Regions from separate parts of the Ovis aries genome. Here region 2 is linked to region 1. A link is a contact called in public Hi-C data. All regions are on one chromosome and are shown on one strand. Each heading gives the region's core, a stretch centred on a gene start, on an enhancer-like site or on the middle of the called end of the contact. The rest is flanking DNA. Distances are from core to core; before and after follow the strand shown.

Region 1 (3,915 bases), core at 458-2,957:
GCAACTTCTCCGGCCAACTTCTGGAGATAAACACTGGCTAATAATGGGTCCTAATTTCTAGTCAGGTGGACAGGTGATACAGCAGAGCCATGGCTGCAGGACCCAGCCCCACGGCTGAGAGAACAGTTTTCACAGAAAGAGTCCTGCATCCTGGGAAACATCTCAGTTCCAGACAAATTAGAATGGCTGATCTAGTAAAATAGCCAACAGACACCAATAGCCAGTTTCTTTGGATTTCTGTTTTCTAGACTTCCAGGTAGTACACCTGCCTTCTCTTATGACTTTTCTCCAAACTCAGTAGATTATAGCTTCCTCAAATCACATCTGTTCTGATTTCCCCCCACAAGACTTGTACACTTCATAAAAACAGACATCTGAGTTTTCACTAATTTACCCCCATACAACAATGTCTAGCAAATAGTACACACATTCTGAAAATAATTGTTGAATGAATAAATATGCCCTGTGCAGCATAGTTGAGGTGAGGCTCAAAATTTTACTAAATGCTTGCCAAATAAATATAGCTAGTATCATGAAATTAAACACTTAGACTTAAAAAATAGAGTTCAGTCATCTTTAACAAGAGGTCTCCATATATACCCTACCGTATCTAAAATAGCTAGCTAGCAGGAAGCTGCTAGATAGCACAGGTTGCTCAGCTCCAGGCTCTGTGATGACCTAGGGGAGTGGGATGAGGGTGGGAGGGAGGGGATATATGTATATATAAAGCTGATTCATTTTGCTGTACATCAGAAACAAAAACATGGTAAAGCAACTAAATTCTGATAAAAGCTTTTTAAAAATTTAAAAATAAACATAAAAAAAACACACAAGAGGCCTCCAATTGGAAGGCTTTCTTGCCTAGTCTATGATCTGCCTCCGGGTGGCAGAAGCCATCTTTAACCTCTACAACGTGAGTCTGGCTATGACATCCTTTTCCAAATCCTAGTCAAATTTGGTTGTCCCCAACGTGTTGTGAAGAAAACATTCACGAAGCAAGCCTGATTCGAGGGAACCCTGAGTGACCCTTGGCCAACTCCTGGGAATGCTACCCTCAGAATGTTCTTTATGTGATGATCGATGATTTTGTTACAAACCCTTGAAGCAACAGATCATCCTACATTGGCTTTTCAGGTTGCATTATAAACACCAAGATTTATGACGTGTGCCTGATATCATTATTGGAATTCTGAGTTTTGATAGCTGGGCCTGGTTGCAGAGCAGGGTAGGCCTATGTGACTAGCCTCCATAAAATCCTTGGAACTTGAGGCTCATTCAGACTTCCCCAGACAGACATTCCACACACGCCCCTAGAGTTAAGTGCTAACAACAACAAAAAGCATTCTTGTGTGACCTTGGACAAAAAAGGTCTTGGAAGCCCACGACAGGCCTCGCTGGTATCCCCTGCTGTGTCTCTCTTTCCTGTTGCATTTGCTCTATATCCTTTCTGGTAACAACCCTTGTGTGTGTGTTAGTTGCTAAGTCACGTCCAACTTTTTTCGACCCCGTGGACTGCAGCCCCCCAGGCTCCTTTGTCCATGGAATTCTCCAAGCAAGAATACTGGCGTGGGTAGCCATTCCAGGGGATCTTCCTGACCCAGAGATTGACCTGGGTCTCCTGCATTGCAGGCAGATTCTTTACCATCTGAGCCACCAAGGAAGGCCTTAGCAGTGAGTAATACCTGCTACTGAGTCTTACGAGTCCTTCTAGTGAATCACCAAATGAAACACTTACAGTGTCTTTTTTTCTCTAAACCATCAAGCTGCAAACTTCAGCATTATTTGCCTTCTCTGGCTGAAAGACCCAAAGCAAGTTTTACTAAGTATTACCTGGGTGTGGATGTCAGAGGATTACATAGTAAAGGGACTGTTTACCTTGCACATGCCACTGTGTGCAGTTTCATAAAATCCCACTTGATATATTCTTCCCCCAGGTCAGCCTGGCTGTCCTATAAACTGGAGATTTTCTCTGTCCACCCTTCCTTGCACACCATGTCCCCTCTTCTCATGAATAGTTCAACTCTGTCCTCAAATCAGCCAATTCATCTCAGGAAAAACAAAAGCTTGGCGTCATCAGTACCCACTCTCCTGAGATGGCAGTTTACTTGTCATATCTTTTTATTTCCACTCTGCTCTTAAAGATATCACTTCTGCTCCCACCCTTCCTAAATGTCTGACCTTAGTATTCCTTCTAACCACTTACAGTACTTTCCCTGAAAGGAGTTCTGGTAAGTTCAACTTTTTCATCTGATTATTATTATTATTATTTAATGTGAGGTAGGGCCCAACCTGTACAGTAGATAAAAACAGAGCTGTGCTGATTGAAACTGTCAGAGGTGAAGTCTAGATTCTAAGGACTCAGCCTCCCAATTTTTTGCACCTGCTTCATCCCGCCACAATGGTTCATAAGGTGCAGCCTTAACCTAGGGCTCTATGCAATGGGGTTTGAAACACATGGCTTGAAGTTCCTTCAGGAGAATGAGACCCCAAGGTAACAAGAATCCTGCCAGCCAGAAGCTCAGCTGCCGCGTCCCCTGTTTCTTGCCTTACTGGCAGAATGGTGGCCTTGGCTTCCTGTCTACAATTCAGTCTTCTTTACCTCAATACAACCCAATAGCCTCAAGATGAACACGAAGTTCACACAGAGGTCAAGTCTCCTTGATGGTGAATGTGTTGCTGAGGAGATAAGCAAGTCCTTCCAGATATATCTAAGGTGGAGAAGTGAAGAAATCAAAGTGGAAAAGAGACATAATGTCAAATAACCCATCTCCTTTCCCTACTCAACAACAGCGCCATTGCCAAATGCTGCCTTCAGGTTGCTGAAATTGTAGCCTTTCCGAATAGGTAGGGCAAGAAACCTTAAAATCGTGGTGACCATCACTTAGATTTAGTTCTGGAGGCCTTTACTTTTCAAAGGACAAGTGATCATAAACTGATCTTCTGAACCATCTGCTTCTTAAAGATTTGGGGAAATAATCCTAGGTCCTAAGTGTATAACTTTAAACTCCCAAAGTTATACATGCTTACCGAAAATGTGGCAAAATCATACAACAGTATAATTTTTAAGAGTAAAGTATCTGGTCTAAATAGGCAGGAAAGGAACCAGATATATTGAGGATGCCTACTATAAGGACACAATTCTAACAAGCAGCTGTTTGTTTCTCTTGGGGGGAAAAATATCCCTCAGGTTTTGGTAAATGATGCATTTTCTTTCAGTATCTCCAATCTACTGTAACCTATCATGGAATCATGCTGCATTCTAGGCCAAAACTAAGCTATATATCTTTTTAATTTCCTTTTACTTTCTTCATATTTTGCCTTTAAAGTGACTCAAAGTCTCCAGAGATGTGGAACTCATGGTTCACAACCCTTCTGCTCCAGATAGATGGGTTGTATTTTTAAACTGATCTCTAAATAGAAAGATCCAAAGAAGGAAATATGTGAAATATGAGAATCTCTTCTGAAAATGCACGAAAGCCTCATAAATTTGAAAACATTCTTCTCTCATAAACTGCTCCAAAAAGAAATATTTAGTACTTACTGCCTGCATTGGAGGCAGCGAAGCAAGCAAGTGAACATTTCTTCTTACTAATGGAGTAGAAGCTATTGAAACAAGACTCTTCACACACACACACACACAGACACACACACACACACACACACACACACACATTACATGTAAGCAATAATTAAATTAAAAGGGCACCGCAAATTTCACAATACTTGTTGAAGAAAACTGAATAATCAGCAATGCCAGGAATCTTTCCAGCTAATCGTCACTCTGCCACGGTTTATGGGAAGTCTGGGGGAAAAGCAGGACCTTGTGGTTTTGCAAAACTTGTTCAAGATCTGATTTGTCATTACTAGCTGTGTGATCTCCAGCAAGTTCCTTAAGGTTATGTATGTCCATGACCC
Region 2 (3,915 bases), core at 1,030-3,529, 42 kb after region 1:
GGAAAAAGGTACAATCTGTTTATAAGACATAAGTTAACCTTAAAAAATGCATTACAACATATATTAAGAGCAGACAAATACTGCTTGATTCCACTTATACAAGGTAGCTACAACAGCTGTCAGAAAGTACTTTGGGGGTGGAAAGGGAATGGGGAGTTAAGTGTTTAAGGGAAACTGAGTTTCAGTATAGAAAGCTGAAAAATTCAGAAGATGGATGATGGTGAGAGTCGCAAAACAATATGCATGTACTTAGTGTCACTGAACTACACAGTTAAATACAGTTAAAATAGGCCAGTCCCTGGTGGCTCAGAGGTTAAAAACGTCTGCCTGCAATGCAGGAGACCTGGGTTTAATCCCTGGGTCAGGAAGATACCCTGGAGAAGGAAATGGTAACCCACTCCAGTATTCTTGCCTGGAGAATCCCATGGACGGAGAATCCCATGGACGGAGAATCCCATGGACGGAGGAGCCTGGTGGACTACAGTCCATGGGGTCGCAAAGAGTCGGACACGACTGAGCAACTTCACTCACTCACTGTATTATATGACTTTTACCACAATTTAAAAAAATTTTTTAATGCTACCTAACTGCAGCCTTAGGTGCACAGAAATAAGTTAAAACCCTAATCAAAAGATAAGCTTTCCATCAGACGATCAGACATGTTCTCTAAACACTGGGGAATATACCAGTGATGATAAGGTAAATATTTCAACCAGCTGATGGAGCCATGCTCGGTCTATTATTTTGCATGTTCAGATTTCCTTATTCATAAGCATTATCCCTGCCAGGCAAAGGGCACACTACTTATAATTAGCAAATTTCATTCTAAATTAGCTTCCTCTAGAAAAGGAGGGGGAAGAAAACCCAACTTTTGGGCGACGTGTATAATATTATTATGATATGGGTACTACTCTGTGTGTGTGTGTGTGTGTGTGTGTGTGTGTTTAAACAAACTTGGGAACAAAACTAAGGACAACGTCAAGCAGGCGAGGGAAGCAGTGTCAGAGGCCAAATTTGATCGCAGGTCTGTTTGAGCGAGGCTCCCCATCCATCATCTTCCCCTTTCTGTTTGCAAGGCCTTTCACTTTCTCTGGTTTATTCAAGAGCTGGCCTTCTGAATAGGGTTCTCAGTCAGCCATTGTCGAACTAACCAAGACCAATTTCTGCCACTCGACGGAACGAGTATTCTAGTTACGAGGCGTTTGGTTTTCCTCTCGCTTTTCCAGCGGTGACTAAAAAGCCATAGCCACTCCATCAGAGGCTACTCCGTCTGCCCTTTTGAAATGCGCCTGGTAGATTAATTTTTGAAAGATGATTCACCTTCCTTTTCCTGTTTTCATGGAACACGGAGACGCAACCATTCCTGTCAATAGAAGGCTCGAGTTTCCACCCCGCAAATTCGCGCGGCGCTGACTGTCTCATTGGCTGACGCGCAGGTGGGATTTCCTGTCGCCATTTTAAGGAAACACACTGCCCTGCAAGGAAGTGGCCAGTCAGTGCAGAGGGGCTGTGCCCGGAACAAAGAGCAAAAGAAAGGGGAACGGGCCCAGCGGCCCCAGACCCCTCCATCCTGCGCCCTCGCTCCCCGCTGACCCCCGATTTCGAGCGCCCGGCTTCTTGATCCCCGACGCGCCACGCCCGGGGCTCGATCACGTGGGGTCTCCCCCCAGCCCAGAGCGCGCCCCAGCTCAGCAAAACCACGCAGTCCCCTCAACAGAGCCCCTCAGCATAGATCTCGGGGTGGGGGCTGGCCGGGACTGCGGGTGCTGGATCCGGAAGAGGGGAGGCGCCTCCCACTGCGGGTGACGGACAAAGGCTTTCCAGAGGTGCCCGCGCTCCCGGCCGTCCCCGGCCTCCTCCGCGCAGTCCCTCGGGAGCCTCCACGCCGCTCCCTCGCTGCCAGCGGCTGCCACGCTGCTTGCAGGGCTGTGAGCCGACCAGCCACTCCGGCGGCCATCCTCACGCGGCGCCCTTCCCACAATGCAATTCCCCGCGCTCACGCGCCCCGGCCCGGCTCCGGCGCACCCCCAATGCACCCCCAGCCCCCCATCGCACAGCCCTCCTCGCCTCCTTCCGTGCCCTCCCAGCCACCTCCCCTCTCCATCTCCAGGGCCCCCAGGCTGCGGCCACCGCTGCAGCTGGGCTCTGGGCTCGCTGCAGGGCACCAGGAGGGCGTGGGGCAGGTGTCCAGACTGCGCGCACACTCCGCTCCCGGGGCCACCGCCGGCGCTCCCGGCACACAAGCGCCCCGCAACCCCTCCCTCGCTCCCTCTCTTTCCGATGCTCAACCTTCGCCGGCTGCGGTCGCCGCATCCTCGGCGGACGGCGACAAGGAGGCAGCCAGGGGCAGCCGCCTAGGCAAGAGACACCATGTGATGGGCATCGCTCAGTGACACGCAGCTTCGGTTAAAGAGCGGACGCGCAGGAGGGGAGGCGACGGCAGGCGAGACGCGGATGAATAGCCTGAACAGCTAAACCATCGCGAGCCATGGATGCGCAAGGGCGACGCGTCCCCCAGTAGGAGATGACTGATTTGATTCGAAAACCTCTGCGGCCAAGCGAGCGGATGTGAGTGCGAGCCTGGCGAGTACCGTGTGGGTAAGGGTTGCTGGTGGGGGGAGCTTCTGATGCAATCGGCCCCGAAAGGAGGAGGAGAGCCAGGAGTGCGCGGGCTGGGGCGGCACGCCGCTCCGCCTGAAGGTCGCCGCCCTTCACCTTCCTCGGAAATCCGCCACGCCACGCCGAGCCTCCCCGCCCAGCCCTGGCTGACGGAGGGCACCTTTCATCCGCCAAGGCAGCCAGACCTTGACACAAAGGACATCGCAAGGCTGGGGGAAAATCCGGGAAGGGCGGATACCACTTTTCCCCCCCTTTTTTTTGGCCCGAGGTAAGAGGATTTCCCGTTCCCAGGGAGAGCTGAGGGAGCAGCGGTGGGGAGGAAAGGGACGTTTTAGATGTGAGAGGAGGCGGTAACGCAGAAGTCATCCCTGCGAGCGTGAAAGGAAGGAGTGCGCGGCTGAGCCGGATGCGGTCGGATTTTGCTTTTACCAAGAGAAAAGTCAGATCCACGGTTCTGCTGACCCCTGCGGCAGTGTAAAGAGGCGCGGAGCCCCTGGTTTCAGCGTTGCGTGGGCTGCGGCTTACTTCTGGGGTCTGTTTTCTTAGTGGCAGATTGTGGTGCCGGATCTGGTTAAATCATTCGCGGGTTAGGGACCACGCGGGTCTAGAGAGCGCGCCGAGGTGAGGGCTCCACTGCATTGCCGAGCAGTGGTTGAGTGCTGGGCATTTGCGGGGAATTTCCTGTGTCTTAGGAGCCCCAAGAAAGGCATGTGATGTGCCCGGGGTTGAGTGTGAGGCCGGCTGGGTCTCGGGGACTAGCCACGGAGCCCGAGTAAACAGGAACACGCTCGCCGGCCCTTCTCGAGCTCTGCCCGGCTCTCAGTAACGGAAAGGATGCGGGTTATGAGGTTGGGGGACGGGGTGGAGGGTGAGGAGGATTATTAAGCGATGCTGGCAGTGACTCACAGCCCTTTCCCGCCCCAAAGAGGTTCTTTCCCAAAGGAAGGAGAGAAAGAGAGAAGTGTCGTTCTGAAAGCTAGGAACCGCTGGAGCTGGCGAACAAAAGGGCACCGATTGCGCGGGGCCCGAGCGCCGAGTGGTCTCCCCAGCACTCCCACGTCTTCCCCCCACCCCCGAATCACCCTCGTGTCCCTAAATTTTACCACAATAGGCATTTAATCTCGGCTGGCGGGTGCCCGGAGGAAAGTGTTCCTTCGCCCCAGTGCACGCCCCCACCACCCGGAGCTTCGGGGTCCTCAGCCCCTCCCGGAACTCGGGGTCCTCAGCACCCACTGGTACCCCCAGGCTACAGGGCTGCCTGGGCGCCGATTCCCTGTGGAAGTGCCCAGCCCTGGG

The links. A called contact is a pair of places that touch in the nucleus more often than the background predicts.
Region 2: a contact with region 1 is called in a Hi-C map of skin fibroblasts, with 2.6 times the contacts expected there. The contact joins the promoter of SLC38A1 here to the enhancer-like site in region 1. A contact is called at or near these places in 3 of 16 Hi-C or Micro-C datasets (blood, skin fibroblasts and tail adipose tissue).

The regions. Positions count from the first base shown.
Region 1 is chr3:140,153,139-140,157,053 of ARS-UI_Ramb_v3.0, forward strand. No RefSeq gene overlaps it. Among named protein-coding and RNA genes, the nearest start is that of SLC38A2, 19 kb to the left of the region's middle. Within about 2 kb of position 1,708, at least 4 of the 54 cell types and tissues checked have an H3K27ac peak or open chromatin away from gene starts, as enhancers often do.
Region 2 is chr3:140,194,275-140,198,189 of ARS-UI_Ramb_v3.0, forward strand. SLC38A1 (solute carrier family 38 member 1) reads left to right here and starts at 2,280. Exons shown (of 15, transcript XM_060412704.1): 1 at 2,280-2,568.